Linked DNA regions of Bicyclus anynana: region 1 is linked to region 2. The links are chromatin contacts, called in public Hi-C maps. All regions are on one chromosome and are shown on one strand. Each heading gives the region's core, a stretch centred on a gene start, on an enhancer-like site or on the middle of the called end of the contact. The rest is flanking DNA. Distances are from core to core; before and after follow the strand shown. Region 1 overlaps LOC112047331 (methylcytosine dioxygenase TET). Region 2 holds the start of LOC112045092.

Region 1 (3,988 bases), core at 14-2,513, 88 kb before region 2:
GAAATTGTTACTTTGCGTGTTTACACACGTATAAAATTGTCAATAGGGTGAGGTTGTATAAAGTCGTATGGTACCTGTATAGGTAAGTCGTACCCCGTAGTATTGCAGCAATATTTCCTTACAGGGCACGACTTAAGAAACCTTACTTTATTGATAACTAGCTGACGCCGCTGACCCCGTTCCCGTAGGAATACGGGGATAATATATAGCCTATAGTCTTCCTCGACAAATGGGCTATATATCACTGAAAGATTTTTGAAATCGAACCAGTAGTTCCTGAGATTAGCGCGTTCAACCAAACAAACACACTCTTCAGCTTTATAATATTAATATAAATAATTATAAGAAATTATATTGTGTGTGCTTGCACACAGTCAATAATATTTTCAATATTGGTAATTATGTATTATTTTAAAGTTTAGGCTGAGGAAATAAAGATGTCGTATTGCCGGGGTACGACTTTATGGCAGGCGTTCACAGATCAGCATCGTACGTATCGGACGCATCGTATCAAATGGATATTTAATTTTATGGTAGATGAGATCCGTGAGATGCGATCTGTACAATGCTGATCAATGGATGCACTTTACTATACAAACAATACTAAAATCCGTTTGATGCAATGCATCCGATAGGTACGATGCGGATCAGTGGACGCCTGCCATTAAGCAACAACATAATATTGTCAATATATGATTGACAATAATATGTAAGGTAAAGCCTTTGGACAAACGCAAGTTGTAATTTTCAGTCGTTTTTCAGTACGACGTCATGATTTTCCGATACTAATACATACTATAACTTTGCCGATACTACCACAGTACTCAATACAGTACAAGTACGCATGTTTCTATGTGTTTCTAACTTATTACGCTGTAAGGTCTGTATTATGAAGTATTCAAGATGAAAAGTATACTATTTGTGTTACGATGATGATTGATGAAAAATATTCAACAATTTTATTAAACAAAGATAAGTCAACCGACGACTTAAAAACATACACATTGTTGATAATACACGAAAGTTTTTACAAAATTATACTAGACGTATAGTAAGTTGTTAGATAAATTATTATTAGAGATGCGATTAGCGATGTTACATACAAATTAGTCATTACAAATCAGTGAGTTCACATGTAAAATGATAAGGAGAGGGATATAAAAAAAAATAAAAGAAAAAACAACAGATAAAGAAAAATAAAACATAAAGTATACTCACGGAAGTGGTCGATGAGCGCCCTCTGCCGCGTCCGCGCCGCGACTCGCTCTTCACCGTCTGCAGCGTGCCATCCGGCGCCAATACAAGCTACAACAACACAGACACACCACATACTTAACATAAAGCGAAAATAAAGTAAAAACAAAGGAGAAACGTTAACACAAAATAATAGGGGAAAATTAATAGACAAACATGCATGGATTGGGTTAGATGGCGACAGATTAGTGATTTTAGTAATGAAGAAAAACTATCGCAGATATCCTGAACTATTTAACCTAAAGAGCTAAAGCTAGAGTCGATTCACTTTTTTCTTGTTCTCAGTTCGTGTAGTGTAGTACCAACTATCTAACTTAGAATACCGGTAATTTTGATGCTACAATGTTACTTTCTTCAAGATTGGTTTATAAAAATAGCGATGATAAAATAACGCAAAATAAAAAATAACAATTATTTTCCTTTCATCGGATTTTTCATCTCAACATGCGATTGAATTTCCTTCCTAACTTTTAATGGTGTGTGGATACAACGCCATCTATGGTATTATGTGAAAACAGTATAAACAGTGACCGTAATATTTCAGCCGCTTCATACTAGATGGCGTTAGTTGCAGTTTGTGCAAGCATTTGAACCTAACAAGCACAGATGGCGCTAGTAGACCTTTCCGTTTAAATAAATATAAAGTTTGACTAATTAAAGCTTTTTCTCAAATCGATCAAAATTTCGTGGGCTTAGTTTTACAAAAATAACAATATAGCTTTAAATAACTCTCTTGAGACTTAAACACGTCTTCTTGAATATTAAATTTTAGACTTAAAACGAGTAGTTTTACATGCCAACATACTGTCTATAAATCTGTTTTATAAAATATTGAAGCTACTGTTTGTTTAGAATCATGCTTAATTGCGTAAAACAGGGTCCACAGAGTATCTACCCGCCTATTTCAGTAATATTACTATTTTTTTATTCTTACTATTATTTGTAATACGTTTTATTATTTATTATTATTATTATTATTAAAGACGAAAAATACAACTCTCTTTATCACGCAATATTAAACATTCCTAAAATCTAAAAAATAAAATACAAGTAATATCTAAAAAAAATCAAACCATTGCCGTCCTCATGACAGTTGTTATAATAGTTCAAGTCTGTCGAATTGCTAGATAAAACGGATACCCCGATACATGTATAAATAAATATAGTTTCTGTTGCCGAGCACATGGCACCGCTACACACCTGGCGTTTTAGTTCGTTACTCCTGTTTTTGTGTTAGAACTCGCACGACATTTGTCCTATCGCCGTCCCATTCCCGCGTTAGTTTCTCTCCTTCACTCTACATCTATTCTCATTCAAATCGCAGGTTTTGTAATTATCCTTGAGCCTGTGAGACAGGACCGAATCATTTTTCGTCGGTACATGTGATTTAACGAAAGAAGCGTCGTAGAACACATGACGGTTACTCACGCAGCTGCGTGCACATAGATAACCGGTTATCGTTAACTTAATTAGAATAGATAAGGGCACCTAATTTTCACTGAATAATTGCTGAGTAATTGATTAACGGAATAGTTTATTATGAAAACAGAAAATAGATGTCGAAAACAAAAAGAATGGTATTTGTGGGGCGCTCCAATTTTGCGTAACTGCATCTTAATCTTAATGGAGTTGATAGAGAATGTAGATTTAACTAGGTGTCATTTTGTACAGAGTAGAAGAATAAGCGTAAGATTTGTAATCTATTACTGATTTCGATTATAATATCATTTATCTCGGTTATGTAGGTATTTATTATGACTGTTTAACTAGCAATTAGCCTATAAAACTAAACATTAGCTGCCACCAATCTTTTTAAATATCCTTAATCCGTTTTTTTTAATATCCTATTTATTAAAAAAAACAAACAAATATGAAAGTATTTTATTATGACCTCTGAAATAATTAAAATAAATAGCGAATTATTTTCTGTTCTCCTTCGTTGAGTTAAATCCAAGCATCTTAATAAGTACCTATCTACTAATAAATGGCATTAGGTATCTACAGAATAGATCGTAAAAAAACATACAAAAGTCCCAACTATCTGAGAATTGGCATTGATTGGCTTATTAAGGTTTCTTTGAGGGGGAATTGAGATAAATAAATGTTAGAAGACCTAGAAAGTTTGAGGGGGACGAGATAAATTTTGTTGTTAGAAGGTCAAAATTTTACGTAAGCATCGCAAATTTTTCGTCAACAAGCTATAAATAATGCCGCACGATTCCCAAAAGGCTTTACTATCGTGTGTAAATGGTTACAGCGGCGTAAGCGTGGGTCGAAACGAGCAGAATGTGCGTAATGCGTGGGAAGGTTGGGGCAGGTCGTGTCACGCGAGCTCTGATTGCTTCATTGATCTCAGTCACTCGAAGAACGGGAAACAGTGGCCCAAGGTGTCATCACATTAACGACTGCATAGCCAATATAGAGTACACTACTCGTATGTTGTCCAAATAGGTGGTTGGTACTCGATCCTACTGCAATGCCTATCCGATAGTTTAACTACTATACTAAAAAATACTATAATAAAAGTCAATCAGTCAGTGTTGTAACCTAGGAGGTATGCTTTTAAACTAAATTGTTTACGAATATTTGGAAAGGTATGGTTTTGATATTAGTATATTAGGTACTTCTTCCTGAAAAAGTTAGCTTATGGAAGCTTTATCACCAATACTTTGACACTAAGCTATTGTCGTGTTTTTTTTGTATTAGTAACATACGTCAAAGTTAGTGAATTAGA
Region 2 (3,718 bases), core at 905-3,404:
AATAAAAGACATTTGTTTTACTATTTTATTACCTTTTTACAATTTTAATTAAATAAACATATTATAATGATCTTATGTAGATAGATTTGTTGGAACCTGGGTATTCTTAATCTTAATGGTAAACAGAGTAAATGTACAATAATAATTAAGAATAATTATAATAGTAAATACATATAATATGAACACGTTTTACGACAACACAATTAGTAGAAGGTTATGTATTTAAGAGCAGTGATAGCCCAGTAAATATGACCACTGCCTCAGATTCTGGAAAGTCTGGGTTCGAATCCGGTCCAGAGCACCTACAACTTTTCAGTTTTGTACATTTTAAGAAAATAAATATCACGTGTCTCAAGTGCAACAACCCCACAAACTTTACCTCTTTATAATATTAGTATAAATTTTTTTTATGATTTACAGTGCCATAGTCTGTACCAGATTTTGAGTTAATGGCAACAAAACCATGGAAACACTCGTATTCGTACAAAAGATGTAAAAAAGCTTAGAATAATATTTATTATTTTTAATGTTTGTAAAAAAGTAGGTAGGTATTAGTAAATATTTTTTCTCTCTTTTACTTTATTTAAATTTTACTTTTATTTAGGTACTAACCAATAATATCTCTTTTAATTTCAAACGAAATTGGAATACAATCAAATTGGACCCCTGGAAATAAATGGCAAAGTAGACCAATTCTAATTTTCAATCGATTATTTATGATATTATAGATAAGCTAATCAAATATAGTAATAATAATATTATGAGTCAATCAAGCAAACGGATATTAGACGGAGACATTGTTTAACATCGAGATAATAAAATTATATAAATAAAAAAAAATTCATAAAAAAATAAATTCATAAAGTGCTTTAATCTATATACATAATCATAATACTTGATGCACAGGATTTTAATATCTAATATATTATTTTGTCTTTCATAACAAAATCACAAAATGTAAAAAAAAATATAATTATTATTGTCATATTGCATAATATTCGTGAAACAAAATCAAAAGTCGAGTCGAATCGATAAAATTGAGTCAAAAGAGATAATAATACAAAACATTTTGTAGGAATATTTCTTAGAATTAAACATTTAACTCTACAAAGCTTTTCAAAACTTAAAAGCTTTAACATTCGACGCCATCTAGTATCTAGTAGCGGCACCACATTCTGCATACATAATTACAAACCACAGCAAGCAACAGCACTTAAAATTACATCACAAAGCAGTTTAAAATATTAATTATTGTTTACTACAGTACATTGGCAACAGCTTGGGATCCAAAAAACATCTGTATATAAATTCTGTCCGTTCGACTGCAGCGCTACCAGTCGTTTTTGAATATATTTCTGCTCACACCGGGAAGTGTAGCCATTTGGTAATGAACACAGTCTACTGCATTCCGTTGACCTGAGACAGAAAGAGAATATTATTAGTTTCTTAAAATTAAAATTATTTCATATTAAACTTTGCTATTTAACAACAGATGGCGCTACATTTATTTTCACTAAATTCATATGAATTTTTTAATAATCTGATATTGTAAACATCTTATAAGTATTTTAAAATAGCAAAAATATAATTTTCACATTAAGTAATTATAAGTCTGAACACTTATTGTAAATAGAAAATATTATGTTGTTCGACAAAAAGTTGCTATGCACCATTTCGAGTGAAGGTGAACGACGTGATACAATAAGTAGGGTGGTCGGAAACATCGATAAGTATGATTGTCTATCGATCAAGATTTAGCTAGATTTGTCAGTACAAGCTACAAGATAAAATTTCTATTACATTTATGAAAAATATAAAGATGTAACAATTTTTATTTATCGATTAAATAATTTGAATCAACGTTGGTAGTTTTTTTAATAAAGGTTAAATTATTACGTGATATTTTATATTTTGCTTAAATTTCTCAAAGTAACGAAAACAATGCCCATCTGTTAATATGACGTTTTATCCCAAATCTTTTCATCACCCATAACTTAACGAACATTAACGAATAAAGGTTTAATTAATACCATTGATAAATAATTTAGTATTAATACTAGGTATACAATAGGTATAGATATCTATCTATATATTAAATAACAAATATATTATTATTACTCCCAACCCAGACTGATTATATGTACCTAGTCGAAACAGGTGTCTAACTAATAATTTTCAATGCATTAGTATTCATATTGAAAAGTTCTTCTTCTTAGTTAACCTTAATATCCAAGTCAATATATTTCATTCTTATTAGACGAATCAACATGTTATCGATGAATAGATAATCACAACACTATTCACGGGACGCCATTTTGTCGTGTCACTTACGTTCGAAACATTTAGTTGTCATACATTGGAGGCACGGAGAACAGAGTGCGCGTTAAAATGTCGAGTTTGAGTGACGACATGCGATTAATTATCGAGTTTGTGAAAGAAGTGGAACAACATCCATGCTTGTACGATAACAAACACGCAGAATATGGTATTAAAACCGCTGTCGATGAAGCGTGGAGAGAAATCGGGAAAAGATTTAAGGGGTTAACCGGTAAGACAATATTATTGTTAAGATTAATAATATTATAACAGTTACCTAACCCATCAGCACATCGCTTCAGTAGTGTAAATGGATAATGTAAAATTTAATTAAATTGAGAGTGATAATATTTTTCCATTTACGTAGGTAGGTATTTTGTTTATTTAAAAAATATTTCTATCAGCGCCATCTTAAGTTAGTTTGAAAAAAATCATGCAAACATATACTAAATCTGCTATGGAACACAAGATGGCATTACATTCCTTAATTTCCTTCATCCCATAGCGGAAAACCGTTGTTACAAAGATTATGTAGGTAACTGATTTTACAAATACAATGTAAGACTAGGAGCTCCCTAGAACTTAGAAATTACCAAGTATAATTTCATACAGGCAATTTTGAAAGGGATATCTCTTTAGAACAGGGAATTACAGCTTAGACCCGCTTCTCTACTTTAGTGTAGGTTGGTGGGTAAAATAATGATGGATTCTTTAAAGATATATTAATTTTATACACACTATTATAAAATCCACACTCCTTTCGGTTTCTACACGATATTGTACCGGAACGTTAAATCGCTTGGCGGAACGTCTTTGTAGGTAGGGTAGTAACTAGCCACGGCCAAAGCCTCCCACCAGCTAGACCTGGACCAATTAAGGAAACCTCAATCGGCCCAGCCGGGGATCGAACCCAGGACCTCCGTCTTGTAAATTACCACCGCGCATACCACTACGCCAAGGAGGCGCCAAGCGATCTGCGGAAAAGAATAACTCATTGGTTTGAGGTTTTATATTGAGTAGATTACGAAATGGAAGTAGAAAAATAATTTTGAAATGTCAGGTTACGTTACCATTAGTACAAAACCGATAATTTTTCATTTAATACTGATCGACTGGAGGTGCCGGAAGATACGGCGTCTTAACACAAACATCTCAACTTTGCTATTGAGGACTTTCTGTAAGAAAGAAAAACTTTTTATTTATTAGCAAGGTTTTATATTTTATTTAAACCCAGGACCTTATGATCCAAAAGTCAGGCACATGGTGATGGATCAACAAGGCAGTTCTTGCGACTTGTAGGTACTCTAAATGCAAATAAATAGATTCAATTTCTTGTTTTTAGAAGCCGATTTAAAAGTAAAGTGGAGATCAGTCAGATCATCCTACACACGAAGTTTTAGAA

What was found. Hi-C and Micro-C count contacts between places; a contact is called where the count stands out from the background.
Region 1: a contact with region 2 is called in a Hi-C map of whole body, with 8 times the contacts expected there. The contact joins the enhancer-like site here to the promoter of LOC112045092 in region 2. A contact is called at or near these places in 2 of 2 Hi-C or Micro-C datasets (whole body and whole larva).

What each region holds. Positions count from the first base shown.
Region 1 is chr7:1,101,131-1,105,118 of ilBicAnyn1.1, reverse strand. The region is part of intron 3 of LOC112047331 (methylcytosine dioxygenase TET); the gene reads right to left. Among protein-coding and RNA genes, the nearest start is that of LOC112047331, 75 kb to the right of the region's middle. Within about 2 kb of position 1,263, at least 8 of the 8 cell types and tissues checked have open chromatin away from gene starts, as enhancers often do.
Region 2 is chr7:1,014,318-1,018,035 of ilBicAnyn1.1, reverse strand. LOC112045092 reads left to right here and starts at 2,154. Exons shown (of 2, transcript XM_024081159.2): 1 at 2,154-2,548; 2 at 3,659-3,718. The coding sequence starts at 2,389. LOC112045091 (protein spaetzle 5) reads right to left here. Exons shown (of 8, transcript XM_024081158.2): 8 at 1,232-1,416. The coding sequence ends at 1,399.